Linked DNA regions of Hordeum vulgare: region 2 is linked to region 1. The links are chromatin contacts, called in public Hi-C maps. All regions are on one chromosome and are shown on one strand. The core of a region is the stretch at or near the end of the contact, and the rest is flanking DNA. Distances in the headings are between cores, read along the strand shown.

Region 1 (7,033 bases), core at 1,165-3,664:
GGAAAACATTAAATACTACTTTGATAATCCTGAGAAATCCCCATTGAACTTGATAATGGGACAAACATTAGATCAACGTGTGTACTTTAGGGATTATCGCTTGACTGAAAAATCCAAACATTTATGGGATCAAATTAAAATGTTGCGTTGGTATGCTTGGAATTTATGCTTGAGATGTGATTATACTTGTTGCTCTAAGATGGAGACTTCACACCTTCCCTTTCAATGCGAATTTAATGATAATGAAACCTTGACCTCTTATGCTAATGATGTATATGATTACTACGATATGGGACAAATAGAAGAATTTGGTGCTTTTAAGGTTGCTTGTGAAATTGCTTCTTTGATTGAAAAGTATGATGCTATTCTTTACAAATCTGAAATTTTTGACATACTTAAATATTACTATGAGAACTATGAATACAATGCCTATATTAATGAATTTTTTGAAAGAATGTTTGTTGCCTTGGAAGAGACTAGTATTTTGTAGGAATCTATGAAAGAAGAAATTGTTGAATCTGTGAGCTCATTAGATGAAAAAGATGAGGAGAAAAGCGAAGAACAAAAGGAGGAAGCACGGATTAGCTACCCGTGCCTACCTTCTAATGAGAGTAACTCTTTAACTCATACAATGTTTGATTCTCCTTCCGGCATACCGAAGGATAAATGCTATGATAATTGCTATGATCGCTTGGATTCGGTTTGAAATATCCTTTTTTGATGAACTTGATGCTTGCTATGCTTATGACCATGATACCAATATGAATTATACTTATGAAGATGAACTAGCTATAGTTTCTTATGTTAAGCATGTAATTGTTGCTATTGCACCCACACATGATAATTTCAGTTTTCTTTTTTGAATTCTTCCAACTACACCATATCGGAAAAGTTTGCACTTATTAATGATTATATTAATGGGTTACGTTTACCATTATACATAAACATAAATATCTGCATACAGTTTGCACATAAATTACACTATTTTATACTAGTAATATGCAAACACAAGCATTTGGTAGTGCGTTCTTTAAACAATAATACGATATTTTCCATCCGCTCAAAAAATATATGATTTGCCCGTAAAGTTCATAGAACTTGAATGTACATATTTTATGTTGAAAACTAACCAACCTTTTTTTGCGTTGTAAAAATAGTGTTTTATTCCTAAAATACCAACCAAAAAATTCAGGAATACCATGCAATCTGAAGAATACCAACAAAAAAAAATCAGGAATACCATGCAATCTGAAGAATACCAACCAAAAAATTCAGGAATAGCCCAATCGGGCTCATACTTTGCATTTGTTTTCGTTCTATGTTGGGACATGCCATGGCACTGTTTTACCCCCCACATAGCTCCGTCGCTGTCCATTAATACATATACCAATGCTGGTACATGGGCACCGAAACGGTTGGTTAATTTGTGTGTGTGCATGTGGATATATTGCCTAGAAAGAACTCACATCAGTGATAACCAGGAAAACATCCATTTTATTCATTTGTAATAATCTGACCCATTATATAAAGTAGACCGCGTTTCAAAAAGTTATATATAATCTGGCACCCTAGACAATATATACACATGCACACACACACAAATAGAGAAATGAATAGTTGACGCATAGATAAATAAAGGAAAAGGAGAGTAAATACAAATGGAGAAAAAGACTTAAACGGAATAAGAAAAAAATCTTGCATTGGTTAAATAGCAGAGCCGATATTAGAGCATCTATAACCCGTCCCCTCAAATTGACAAGACATGCAATCCGACCACTAAGCAGATAAAATAGAGAAGGAATAAATCTGCCTAACGCTTCACTTTGTCCTCATGTGCCCAGATTGTCCACAAACTCCTATATTCAACTCATGTGTGGGCCATTGCCCAGGAGTATGGTATGCAACGAGTGCAAATTGAAACTGATGCTCAGCTGCTCGTCAAAGCCGTTTCGTCGACGGATCTGGACTTATCCCCAAATGGTGTGTTGTTTCGTGAGATTAAAGCGCAAGCATTCTTACATTTCAGCAGCTTTTCCTTGTCTTATTGCCCAAGGGCTTGTAATAGAGTAGCACATGTACTTACTAATTTCGGCGCGAAGATGGTCGTGGAACCCCAAGCCGTATGGCCGGGCCGCGTTCCTACCTTCGCCCGGGATTTTGTTGCCAGCGATTTAGCTGCACACGTTTGATTGAATGGCATTGAGATGGTTTCAAAAAAAAAAACTCATGTGTGGGGCAATATAAAAAGTGTGAGTTGACACATAGGATTTGATCCATCGTGAATCATCTTTTCTCTTTCTTTAGTTTTTCGTTTTTCTTCATTACTTTCATCTTCATAAATCACATGCATGTAACTGGACAGATAACATACAAGAAAAAAAGGAAAATAATATATAGTTGGATGCACGAACAAATATATAGAAGCTTAAAACGAACAAATTCGAACACACGGAGGTTCGAGACGCCAGATTTGGGCAGTCTAATTTCAGGTGCTCTTGGAAGAACCGAGAGTCGCCCATGAACACCCCCAGCAGCTCTGAAACGCCAGCGAGCCAAGGAAACGATAAGCATACCAGGAGCTAGCCGACGTCGCACCTCACAGCAATCCTCCAAAACCCCGCAAAGCCCCGACGGCAACGGAAGTACTACACTATAATCATCTGGAACTCCCCTCAAGAAAAAAGAAAAAAAAATCATCATCCGGAACCGGGCGAACACGTCCGTACAGAAAAGCCCCTCCGTCTCGATCAGAACACATCGCGTGATGGCATCACTAACGAACACGACCATTTTTATCGTACCAGCGTCTGATCCGATCACCCGGAGCAACGTGACGACTCTCAGGCCCGGCCCAGATATATATAAATAAACAAAACAAACGGGGAGGCAACATGGATGGGTGTCTTGCGTGCTCGAGAGGGAGGGAGGGATTCCCACTCGAGGCCTCGAGCTCCGGCCAATGAGCCGCCCCTTGGAGGCCCCATCAGCCGCACTTGCCAAAAGTCAGACCTGCCCCATGCCCACAGCAGCAGCAGCTCCACAACATGACATGACTCGCGAAGCACTACCTCCATGGCCATGGCCGTTGACCTCGAGCAGGCCGGATAATAACCTATGCTCCTACGGCGACGGATAAATAAAACGCGCCCCATGCTGCATACCGCGCCGGCCAATGGGACGCTAGCTTCAACCTCCTTCGCGGTCCGTTCCCGCCCCCATCCAAAGAAAAAAGTCCACGCGCCAGACGAACCGGCTACGACGACCTGCGATCGATCGGTTACTCATTCCCCATGTTGCTGGCGGCGGTGGAGGCCTCGCTATGATCATCGGTCACCACCGGCAGCGGGTCGTCATTTCGCCGGGAGCGGTGGTGGCTGCCGTCGTCCTGCCGTTCCTCCTGCTGTTGTTGGCGGGCTCGGCCGCCGGCGCGTGCGGCGAGGGGGAGAGGCAGGCGCTGCTGGCCTTCCTCGACGCGCTCTCGCCGCGGCCCGGGGACGGCATCGCCGCCTCGTGGCGCGGCTCGCGGGACTGCTGCGCTTGGGAGGGCGTGGGATGCGATGTGGGAGGTGGTGGCGGGGTCACCAGCGTGTCCCTCCCCGGCCGCGGGCTCGGCGGGACGATCTCGCCGGCGGTGGCCAGGCTCGCCGCGCTCACGCACCTCAACCTCTCCGGTAACGGCCTCGCCGGGGCCTTCCCCGCGGAGCTGCTCGCCCTGCCCAACGCCTCCGTCGTCGACGTCAGCTACAACCGCCTCTCCGGCGCGCTCCCGGACGTGCCGGCCTCCGTCGGACGCGCCCGCCTCCCGCTGCAGGTGCTGGACGTGTCCAGCAACCATCTGTCCGGGCGGTTCCCTTCCACGGTCTGGCAGCTCACGCCCGGCCTCGTGTCGCTCAATGCCAGCAATAACAGCTTCGCCGGCGCGATCCCGTCGCTCTGCGTCATCTGCCCGGCGCTCGCCGTGCTCGACGTCTCCGTCAACGCGTTCGGCGGGGCCGTCCCCGTCGGATTCGGCAACTGCTCGCGGCTGCGGGTCCTCAGCGCCGGCCGCAACAATCTCACCGGCGAGCTCCCCGACGACCTCTTCGACGTGACGTCGCTGGAGCAGCTGGCGCTCCCGTCCAATAGGATACAGGGGAGGCTTGATCGCCTGCGGATCGCCAGGCTGATCAATCTCGTCAAGCTTGACCTGACCTACAATGCGCTCACCGGCGGGCTGCCGGAGTCCATCGGCGAGCTCACGATGCTGGAGGAGCTCCGGCTCGGGAAGAACAACCTCACCGGCACCATCCCGCCGGTGATCGGCAACTGGACCAGCCTCCGGTACCTGGACCTTCGGTCCAACAGCTTCGTCGGGGACCTCGGGGCCGTTGACTTCTCCCGCCTCACCAATCTCACCGTCTTGGACCTCGCCGCCAACAACCTCACCGGCACCATGCCGCCCAGCGTCTACTCCTGCACGTCGATGACAGCCCTGCGCGTGGCCAACAACGACATCAATGGGCAGGTGGCGCCGGAGATCGGCAACATGAGAGGGCTGCAGTTCCTCTCGTTGACCATCAACAATTTTACTAACATCAGCGGCATGTTCTGGAACCTTCAGGGCTGCAAGGACCTCACCGCGCTGCTCGTCTCCTACAACTTCTACGGCGAGGCCCTGCCGGACGCCGGCTGGGTCGGTGACCACGTCAGCAACGTCCGGCTGATCGTCATGGAGGAGTGCGGTCTCAAGGGCCAGATACCGTTGTGGATGTCCAAGCTGCAGGGCCTCAATGTCCTGAACCTCGCCGGGAACCGCCTCACCGGCCCGATCCCCAGCTGGCTCGGCGCCATGAAGAAGCTCTACTACGTGGACCTGTCGGGCAACCACTTCGCCGGGGAGTTACCGCCGTCGTTGATGGAGCTGCCACTGCTGACGTCGGAAAAGGCCATGGCGGAGTTCAATCCGGGCCCTCTGCCGCTCGTCTTCACCCTGACGCCCGACAACGGGGCGGCGGTCAGGACGGGCCGCGCGTACTACCAGATGTCCGGCGTCGCCGCCACCCTCAACCTCAGCGACAACGACATCTCCGGCGCGATCCCGCGAGAGGTCGGGCAGATGAAGACGCTGCAGGTGCTTGACCTCAGCTACAACAACCTCTCCGGCGGCATCCCGCCGGAGCTCAGCGGCCTGACAGAGATTGAGATTCTTGACCTCCGCCAGAACCGTCTGACGGGCTCCATCCCGCCGGCGCTCACCAAGCTCCACTTCCTCTCCGACTTCAACGTCGCACACAACGATCTCGAGGGCCCGATCCCGACGGGCAGGCAGTTCGATGCTTTCCCGGCGGCGAACTTCGCGGGGAACCCGAAGCTTTGCGGCGAGGCGATCTCGGTCCGCTGCGGCAAGAAGACCGAGACGGCGACAGGAAAGGCTTCGTCGTCCAAGACCGTGGGCAAGAGAGTGCTCGTGGCCATCGTTCTTGGAGTCTGCTTCGGTTTGGTCGCCGTCGTCGTCTTGATAGGACTCGCCGTGATCGCCATCAGAAGGTTCATATCGAACGGATCCATCAGCGACGGCGGCAAGTGCGCGGAGTCGGCCCTGTTCGACTACTCCATGTCGGATCTGCACGGCGACGAGTCCAAGGACACGATCCTGTTCATGTCGGAGGAGGCGGGCGGCGGCGACCCGGCGAGGAAGAGCGTCACGTTCGTGGACATCCTGAAGGCGACGAACAACTTCAGCCCGGCTCAGATCATCGGAACGGGGGGCTATGGCTTGGTGTTCCTGGCGGAGCTGGAGGGCGGCGTGAAGCTCGCCGTGAAGAAGCTCAACGGCGACATGTGCCTGGTGGAGCGGGAGTTCCGGGCGGAGGTGGAGGCGCTCTCGGTGACGCGGCACGAGAACCTGGTGCCGCTCCAGGGCTTCTGCATCCGCGGCCGGCTCCGGCTGCTGCTGTACCCATACATGGCGAACGGCAGCCTCCACGACTGGCTGCACGACCGGCGGCCGGAGCAGGAGGAGCTGGACTGGCGCGCCCGGCTGAGGATCGCGCGGGGCGCGGGGCGCGGGGTGCTGCACATCCACGAGGCGTGCACGCCGCAGATCGTGCACCGGGACATCAAGTCGAGCAACATCCTGCTGGACGAGTCCGGCGAGGCGCGGGTGGCGGACTTCGGGCTGGCGCGGCTGATCCTGCCGGACCGGACGCACGTGACGACGGAGCTGGTGGGCACGCTGGGGTACATCCCGCCAGAGTACGGGCAGGGGTGGGTGGCGACGCTGCGGGGAGACGTGTACAGCTTCGGCGTCGTGCTGCTGGAGCTGCTCACCGGGAGGCGGCCCGTGGAGATGATGGCGGCGGCGGGGCAGCCGAGGGAGCTCGTCGGGTGGGTGATGCAGCTGCGGTCGGCCGGGAGGCACGCCGAGGTGCTGGACCCGCGGTTGAGGCAGGGGAGCCGGCCGGGCGACGAGGCGCAGATGTTATACGTGCTCGACCTCGCCTGCCTCTGCGTCGATGCCATCCCGCTCAGCCGGCCGGCGATCCAGGAGGTGGTCAGCTGGCTCGACAACGTCGACACCATCGGCACGTCCTGACGTGGTCTGTGTAAAGCCAAAGATGGTTAGATTTTGGGACGATGGATGGAGTCGATCGATGAGATAGAAAATCAGAATCAGAATTCATAAATGGCCATGTTCTTCAGGCAAATGGCTGAATGAAGGACACTCCACCATCCATAATTACACATACTCTGTCCCGTCGACTAAAGCAAACATGGACTAATTTCTGAACCCTGATTGGTGGAGTACAGTTACTAGCTTGAACCAAGCCATTAGATCATCTCCAATTGCATATCTATATTCATATAGACAATGGTCTAAAAAAAATCTCCCATATACACGTCCAGTATTACAGTGGCACGACTATATTCTTTCTCCTGTACTTAAATATTATTTTATAACTATTAATTCAACTACTTTATTCCAACTGCTATATTTCAGGCTTATATATATCACCCATTATCACCTCTCTCTCAAATCATTTCATCTCGTGCT
Region 2 (7,033 bases), core at 1,895-4,394, 240 kb after region 1:
CTCCCCTTCAACTTATATAAGGAGGGGTAGGGCACCCTAAGAGGGACAGGGGCAAAAAGATAACCAAGATCATCATCATGAATACACACAAAGCAGGACGTACGATTTTACCTCCATCGGAAGGGCCGAACTTGGGTAAAGCTTGTGTCTCTCGATTTTGACCAACCCCTCTCAAGCCGCCACCTAGTTGTGATGGCTCCACACCTAAGTCCTTTCATGAGGACATTTGTCGTGAAAAAACCACGACAGTTGGCGCCCACCATGGAGACTACGCATGGTGGTGTTATGTTCTTGGAGGTAGCTCTTGCAGGGATTGAGAAAACCATGAAAGTGTGGCTGCTCTACATGGACATGCATGTGACCACACCTATAGACCTAATGTTGCTGGACGTTGATGACCCAAAACTATAGGGGATCAATCATAGTCCTTTCGATAAGTGAGAGTGGTGAACCCAACAAAGAGCAAAAGGAAATTACAAGCGGTTTTCAGCAAGGTATTTTCTTCAAGTGTTGTGACTAAGAGTGGTAGATAGTTTTGTAGCAAGATAATTCGTGACAAGTAACAAGTAACAATAGTAGCAAGTGTGCCGCAAGGTGGTCTAATCCTTTTTACAGCAAAGGACGAGCCTGAAAGTTCTCTTATATAAAGTTAAGTGCTCTCGAGGACACATGGGAATTATCATCTAGTCATGTTTAACATGTTGAGTTGATTCACGTTCGTTACTTTGATAATTTGATATGGGGATGGACCGGTGCTTGGGTGTTGTTCTTACTTGAACAAGCATACCACTTATGATTACCTCCTCTCGCAAGCATCCGCAACTACGAAGGAAGAATTAAGATAAATTTAACCATACCATGCAACATATGGATCCAAATCAGTCCCTTATGGAATAACGCGTAAACTAGGGTTCAAGTTTATATCACTCTAGCAACCCATCCTCTACATATTAATCCACAATGCCTTCCCTTATGCCCAAGTATGGTGAAGTGTCATGTAGTCGATGTTCACATGACACCACTAAAGGAAGCAACAACATACATATCATCAAAATATTGAATGAATACCAACTTCATATGATTACTTATAACAAGGCGTCTCCCATGTCCTCGAGAACAAAAGAAACTACTCACAAATCATCATCATGTTCAAGATCAGAGGTGTAATGAATATTATAAAGGATCTGAACTATTACGTTACACCAAATAAACCAACAAACATCAAGTACAAGATGTAATCAACACTACTAGCAACCCACATGTATCAATCTGAGGTTTTGAGATAAAGATTGCATACAAGAGATGAACTACGGTTTGAGATGAGATGGTGCTGGTGAAGATGTTGATGAAGATTGGCCCTCCCACGAAGGAGGAAGCGTTGATGATGACGATGGCTTCGATTTCCCTATCCCGAAGGGAAGTTCCCCTCGCAGAATCTCTTTGCCGGAGAGCAAAAGTGCTCATGTCCAGGTTTCCATCTCGAGACAGCGGTGCTTCGACCCGAAAGTATCCTCCTAATGTTTCTAGGCCAAAACCCTTGATATAGCAAAAGAGGGGCATCGAAAGCCTTTTGTGGGCCTCCCAGGCACCAGAATTCCAATTTCCGGCAAATTCCCTCTTTGTGTCGATCTTGCAAATTAAGAGATAAAAGACATTAGAATTATATCATAAAGTGGAATGATAACAAAAACAATATAAATATCAATAGAATATCATGATGTAAAACGAACATATCACATACATTAATCTCCTTGTTTCTCTCTTGCTATGGCAATCCCCGTTATGGATCTACGCAAGGAAGTCCACATTTTTGTGAGGGAGATGACGTCGAGCTCAATTTGGAGGGGAGCCTACCGAGCCGAGACGAAGAAATCCCTCAACCACGCAAGAGCCTCACCGCCACCCACGCATGAAGCAGAACTTCTCCCGGAAGATTATGGGATTGTCGTGCAAGTTTACTACAATGGTGGTAGCCCAAAATGATTTCCATTTGGCTGGACGGGCCTCGTTTGATAGCATGAACCGACACACTTGTAGACATCTGTTGAGAGAGATGTATTTTTTTGCTAAAAACTCCCTCCGTGAAATTAACCTTCGCAGATAAGCCTCTTCCAATTGTTTTTAATGAAAAACGTATTTGTTAATCGAATTTGTGGACTAATCTGTGCGATTCTTGAGTTCATGGACTAAAATTTTCTTTCAGTTCGAGTTCTTGGATCAGTCTTGAGTCTATGACGACTTTTACAAGTTTTTTGGCACTGCTAGTCTGTTGCTTTCCTTCACAGTCACAAACTATGAATAAACAATGTACGTGTATGTGATTATAAAATGTCATTTTTTCTTAGTTATCTGCTTATATTTTTCTTATCGCTGTTGCGATAATCTTATGCCTTTACTTTTTGCTGGATCTTTTGGCTGCTTCCGACTCATCAATTGTGAGGAAGCCAACAGTACGTAACTTTAGATAGTGGATAGTCAGAGGACTCGGTCATATATACAGGGTTTAATATATTTCAAGAATTAATTAATTATAAATAAAATCAATAATATATGCGATACAATAAGCTGTTTAAAATATAGAGTAGTACTTCCTTCGTCTATAAATACTAATCATAGGAATGAATGTATCTAGATATATTTTCGTTTTAAATACATTTATTTTTATTAATTTGCGCGACAAATAACTTCGGACGGAGGGGGTACCACGTATTCAAAGGCGCTCTCCCTTTCACAGATTCTATTTTTATCGGTTTTAATCCAGGCTCTGGTCCTTAAATTAGCGCGTGATAAAGAGCGTGAAATATTCCGCCGGCGACTTTTGACAGATTCGCTTGCAGCGCCGGGGTCAATTGCAGGGGCAGCTGTTCCACAATTCAACTACCGGAAATGTGTACTGGTGCTTGCAACTTGCAGCCGTATCGAGCGTGGAAGCTGAAAAGTAGCAAGTCGTAGTAGTAGCGTTGTTCTTGGTGAAAAGAGCAGTTGTGACGGGCACTCGATGCTCCCCGGTTATCACGTGCAGAAAACACTAGTAGTAAAAAAGGACTGGTTCTGGGATTTAATTCATTGAGAGAGTAAGCAGCAAATGGGAACTGGAGCGTATGATTGATTAGTGGGGAGTTCCTACACGACGCATCTGGCGTCAAAAGGACCCCAAAACACACAGGCGAGAGCCAACGGGCCGACCCATTGGCGACATTCACGTGTTGCGCTCCTCTGCTTTCGCGTTTTTTGTGTGTATCTACTGTAGCGACTCAGTGACACTGTGGCGGAGACTATAGCACGGGATGTTTTTTTTCCAAAATTATTTCTTGAAGAATGAAAAATGTTTCTAAAATTTTGAACAATTTGAAACGGACATTTTTCTGTAGAACATGATTATTTTTCTGGAAAACGTTATCATTTTTTAAATTGAAAGCGTGAACAATTTTTTGAAGCCATATTTTCGGAAAATTCAGAGGACGTTTCTAAACGCAAATATTTTAAAAAATATCTTTTGAATTTCTGAACAGTTTTTTGACTTATCTAGAATTTTAAGCAAATATTTTAACCGGACAAATTTTTATTTGTTTTTGAAACAAATGGGCATTATTTAAAAAAAAGGGAACTTGTGGAAAAAGAAGAAACAAAAAACAAAATAGATAGATGAAAACCATTAAAGAAACAAGAAGGAAAACGAAAACAAAAAATAGTGGAATAACAGGACCAAAATCTTCTAGAAGGTTCCCAAAATCCAAGGGTGTGTGCTCTAAATAGGGCCGGCCCAAAGAATCGCTAGCAAGGTCCTTCCTATGCGAAGTCGCGTCAATTCAACGCAAATTGCATTAAATAAGATATTCTTGATTAGAGCTCCCTTCCTTCACCTTGTGTGTTTAATTTGGCTTCGGATTGTGAATGCGTCCACCTTGCCATGTTAATTCTGGGAGGCGTTGGCCTGGCAAAATCCCTATTGAACTTGTGCGTCGGACAACTCACAAACGCATGAGAGCTCTTCACCGGCATCTTTTAGAGCCACTGAATGTTCATGGCGCGCACGCGCGAGTCGCCTGGCCCTAGCCCAACAAGCATGCTTGATCACTCACCTCAAAAAACGATACATATAGTTCGGGGCTCGGTGATGGATTAACCGATTAACCTTTCACCACTCTGCATTGACTAGTTAACCATCGAGTAGTTGACTTTCGTAAAACAAATGTGATCAAACTTGTGAGAAAATTTGTCATTGAAAAAAGTCATAGATTTACAAAAAGGTGCACGAAAAAATGAAAAAAGATCATGAACTCGAAGAGGTTCATCTATTTTGAAAAACATTTTGAAATTTAAAAGTTCATCAATTAAAAAAAACAATTTTTGAAAAAAGGTCATGAATTCACGAGGTCGGGATTCCCACTTGGTTATGTGTTTGGTACTAAAACCAGGAGGTGCGCAGTTCCAATAACATTGAGAGCTCTTTGTATAGACTTTAAAACGGAATAAAAAAGAGGTTTATTGGCGGGGGGGGGGGGGGGGGGGGGGGGAGTTACAAAATGAACTATACAGGGTTTGGTATTCCCTATTTGCCGCTCATTCCGTCAAACTGTCGGTACTTCGCAGTTTGCACCGCCGAGCAACCTAACCCGTTTAAGCGTTTCAATGTCCCCGGTTTTCTGAACCTTCTACAGGTTCCTAACCCTTTTTTCCTGGTTTGGGGAAACTTCTAGAAAGTTACAGTATCGTTCTTTTTCTTTGTTCTATTTTTTTCATTTTCCTTTTTTTCCTCAAAATTTTCCATTTTCTTTTTTTTCTTTTGTTTCTATTTCTTTTTTCTTTTCTTTTCTTTCTTTCCTTTCATCTTAGTTTTAATTTTCTTTCTCCTCTTTCTTTTCAATATTTTTATAAATCGTTGTATTTTATTGTTTTGTTGACCAGGATTTTCAAAAAAGTTTGCACTTTTTAAAATATGCGGAGAATTTGAAAAATGTTCCCATTACAAATAGTTCTTTACAAACTTTAAATATAGTTCATGTTTCATCAATTGTTCCTAAAATCTCCATTTTTCATGAGTTCAAATAAAATTCATGTTTCAAAAAAAATTCGCAATTTTCAAAATTCATTCTTTTTTTCTTTGTTTGATATGTTGTTCTTTAAAATGTTCACAACCTTTTAAATTTTTTTTGGAATTTCAAAAAATATTCCTTCTTTCAAAACTAGTTCACAATTACTGAAAATGTTCACGTTTCCCTTTTTACAGGAGAAAGAATGATCGTGTTATTAAATTTTGTTTGTGTTTTTGAAAAAGTGTTTGGAATGTTATTTAAAAATTATTTGGAACTACAATGAACGCTCCCGTTTTGAAAAATTGTTAAAATGTTCATGTTACAATTTTTTGGGTGTTTCAAAAAATGTTCACAAATTTTAAAAAATGTTCATGTTTTATAATTATCTTCGAGAGTTCGAAAACTAGCCTTCGTTTTCTAACAAATATTCTCCTTTTCAAGAAATGTACATAAGTTCAAGAATTGTTCCTGTTTTAAATTTTTCTTCATAAATTAAGAAATCTTCGGACTTTCCTAATTGTTTTCAGAGTTTCAAAATTTGTTCACAGATGCAAAATTCCGTTTTTTCAAAAAATGTTCACTAACTAAAAATGTTCTCGTTTTAAAATTACTCCATACATTCAAAAAATGTTCACATCTTTTAAAAACATGTTTGTGTTTGTAAAAGGTTGTTCGAAATTTAATAAATGTTCCTGTTTTAGAAATTGTTCACGTTTGGCTCTGCGTTGTTTTTGGTGCTTATAATTTTGTTCCGAGCTATAAATGGTTTGGCCCTGCGTTGTTTTTGGTTCTTATAAAGATACGCTGCTCTGTAATCATTCACACTCCAATTCCTAGATCGAAATCAGTAGTTAGCGAGTACTTCTTTCAAAGATCACTCCAATTCCTAGATCACAACAAGTGGTGCATTGTATGCGTGCCACTTGTCATAACCTGGAATTTTCTCTTTTTTCGTAGATTTGTTTTTTAAATCATTTTATCTCCTAAACTGTGCGTCCAAATCTCGAACCGTCTTCATCATTGAATTTCTCGCATCGAGATCTTCAAAACTAGATCCCATATTGATAGGTTTTAAAGAACCTTTTTTTCTTGAAAGAACCATACCAAAAAAACCATGTCCCCGGGGTAGAATAAAACAAAAAACACATTTTTTCGCACTTTTTTCCCTTTCCGAGAGGCACGCTCATGAAGGCAAAATTGTGCCTCTCACGAAAACAAAATCGTGTCTCTCTAAAAAACGCACATTTTTCCTTTCTAAAAGGCACGGTCATGCCTCTCATGAAAGCAAAACCGTGTCTCTCAGAGAAGCAAAATCGTGCCTCTTGCAAAACAAAATCCGAAAGACACGACCGTGCCTCTCGCGGAAGAAAAAACTGTACCTCTCACAATAAAACAGAAACATGTTTTTTTTCGTTTTGGAGAGGCACGGCTGTGCCTCTCACGGAGTCAAAAACATGTCTCTCACGGAAGCAAAATCGTGTCTCTCGTAAAAAAATATTTTTTTATAAAAAAGGTTTGAATTTTTCTTCGTAAAAAAACTAAAAACGGATGGTGAAAAACCGAAACACAAAAAAAAAACAATCTAAAGAGTCGAAAACGCGTGCGAAAATAAAAATAAAAAAACAAAATCATGATGAAACGCTCAGAGTCTGACACGTGACGGCGGCTGAAAACGCGTCAAGTTAGAGCGTGCGGGAGTGCTCTCTGGAAGGCTCCGGAAGAAGGGCTCCCTAATTTGTGACTCTCGCGTCCGATCGTTTCTCCATACAGATCGGTCCGTGCGCCAGTGGGCTGGCCCAGTTGGTCTCCCGTGCGTTTATCCAGCAGTCCGCCGCAATAAGCAACAGATAGGTACTACCTTCGGAAATGCATACTCCCTGCCTTCCGCGCATTTGGACCGTTAAATGTGTGTAGCGCGGCACGGTCTTCGTAAATGTGCACGTAGCAGCGCTTTTAGGCCAGTTTATTGCTTTCATTGTTTTCCTTTTTGTTTTACT

What was found. Hi-C and Micro-C count contacts between places; a contact is called where the count stands out from the background.
Region 2: a Hi-C map of leaf shows a contact between it and region 1, with 3 times the contacts expected there. The contact joins the enhancer-like site here to the promoter of LOC123408976 in region 1. A contact is called at or near these places in 2 of 6 Hi-C or Micro-C datasets (leaf and seedling).

Annotation. Positions count from the first base shown.
Region 1 is chr7H:575,434,524-575,441,556 of MorexV3_pseudomolecules_assembly, forward strand. LOC123408976 (tyrosine-sulfated glycopeptide receptor 1-like) reads left to right here and starts at 2,415. Exons shown (of 1, transcript XM_045101990.1): 1 at 2,415-6,665. The coding sequence starts at 3,320. The coding sequence ends at 6,574.
Region 2 is chr7H:575,678,502-575,685,534 of MorexV3_pseudomolecules_assembly, forward strand. No RefSeq gene overlaps it. Among protein-coding and RNA genes, the nearest start is that of LOC123409843, 9.0 kb to the right of the region's middle. Within about 2 kb of position 3,145, at least 3 of the 3 cell types and tissues checked have open chromatin away from gene starts, as enhancers often do. A contact at or near this core is called in leaf and seedling, where this site is marked.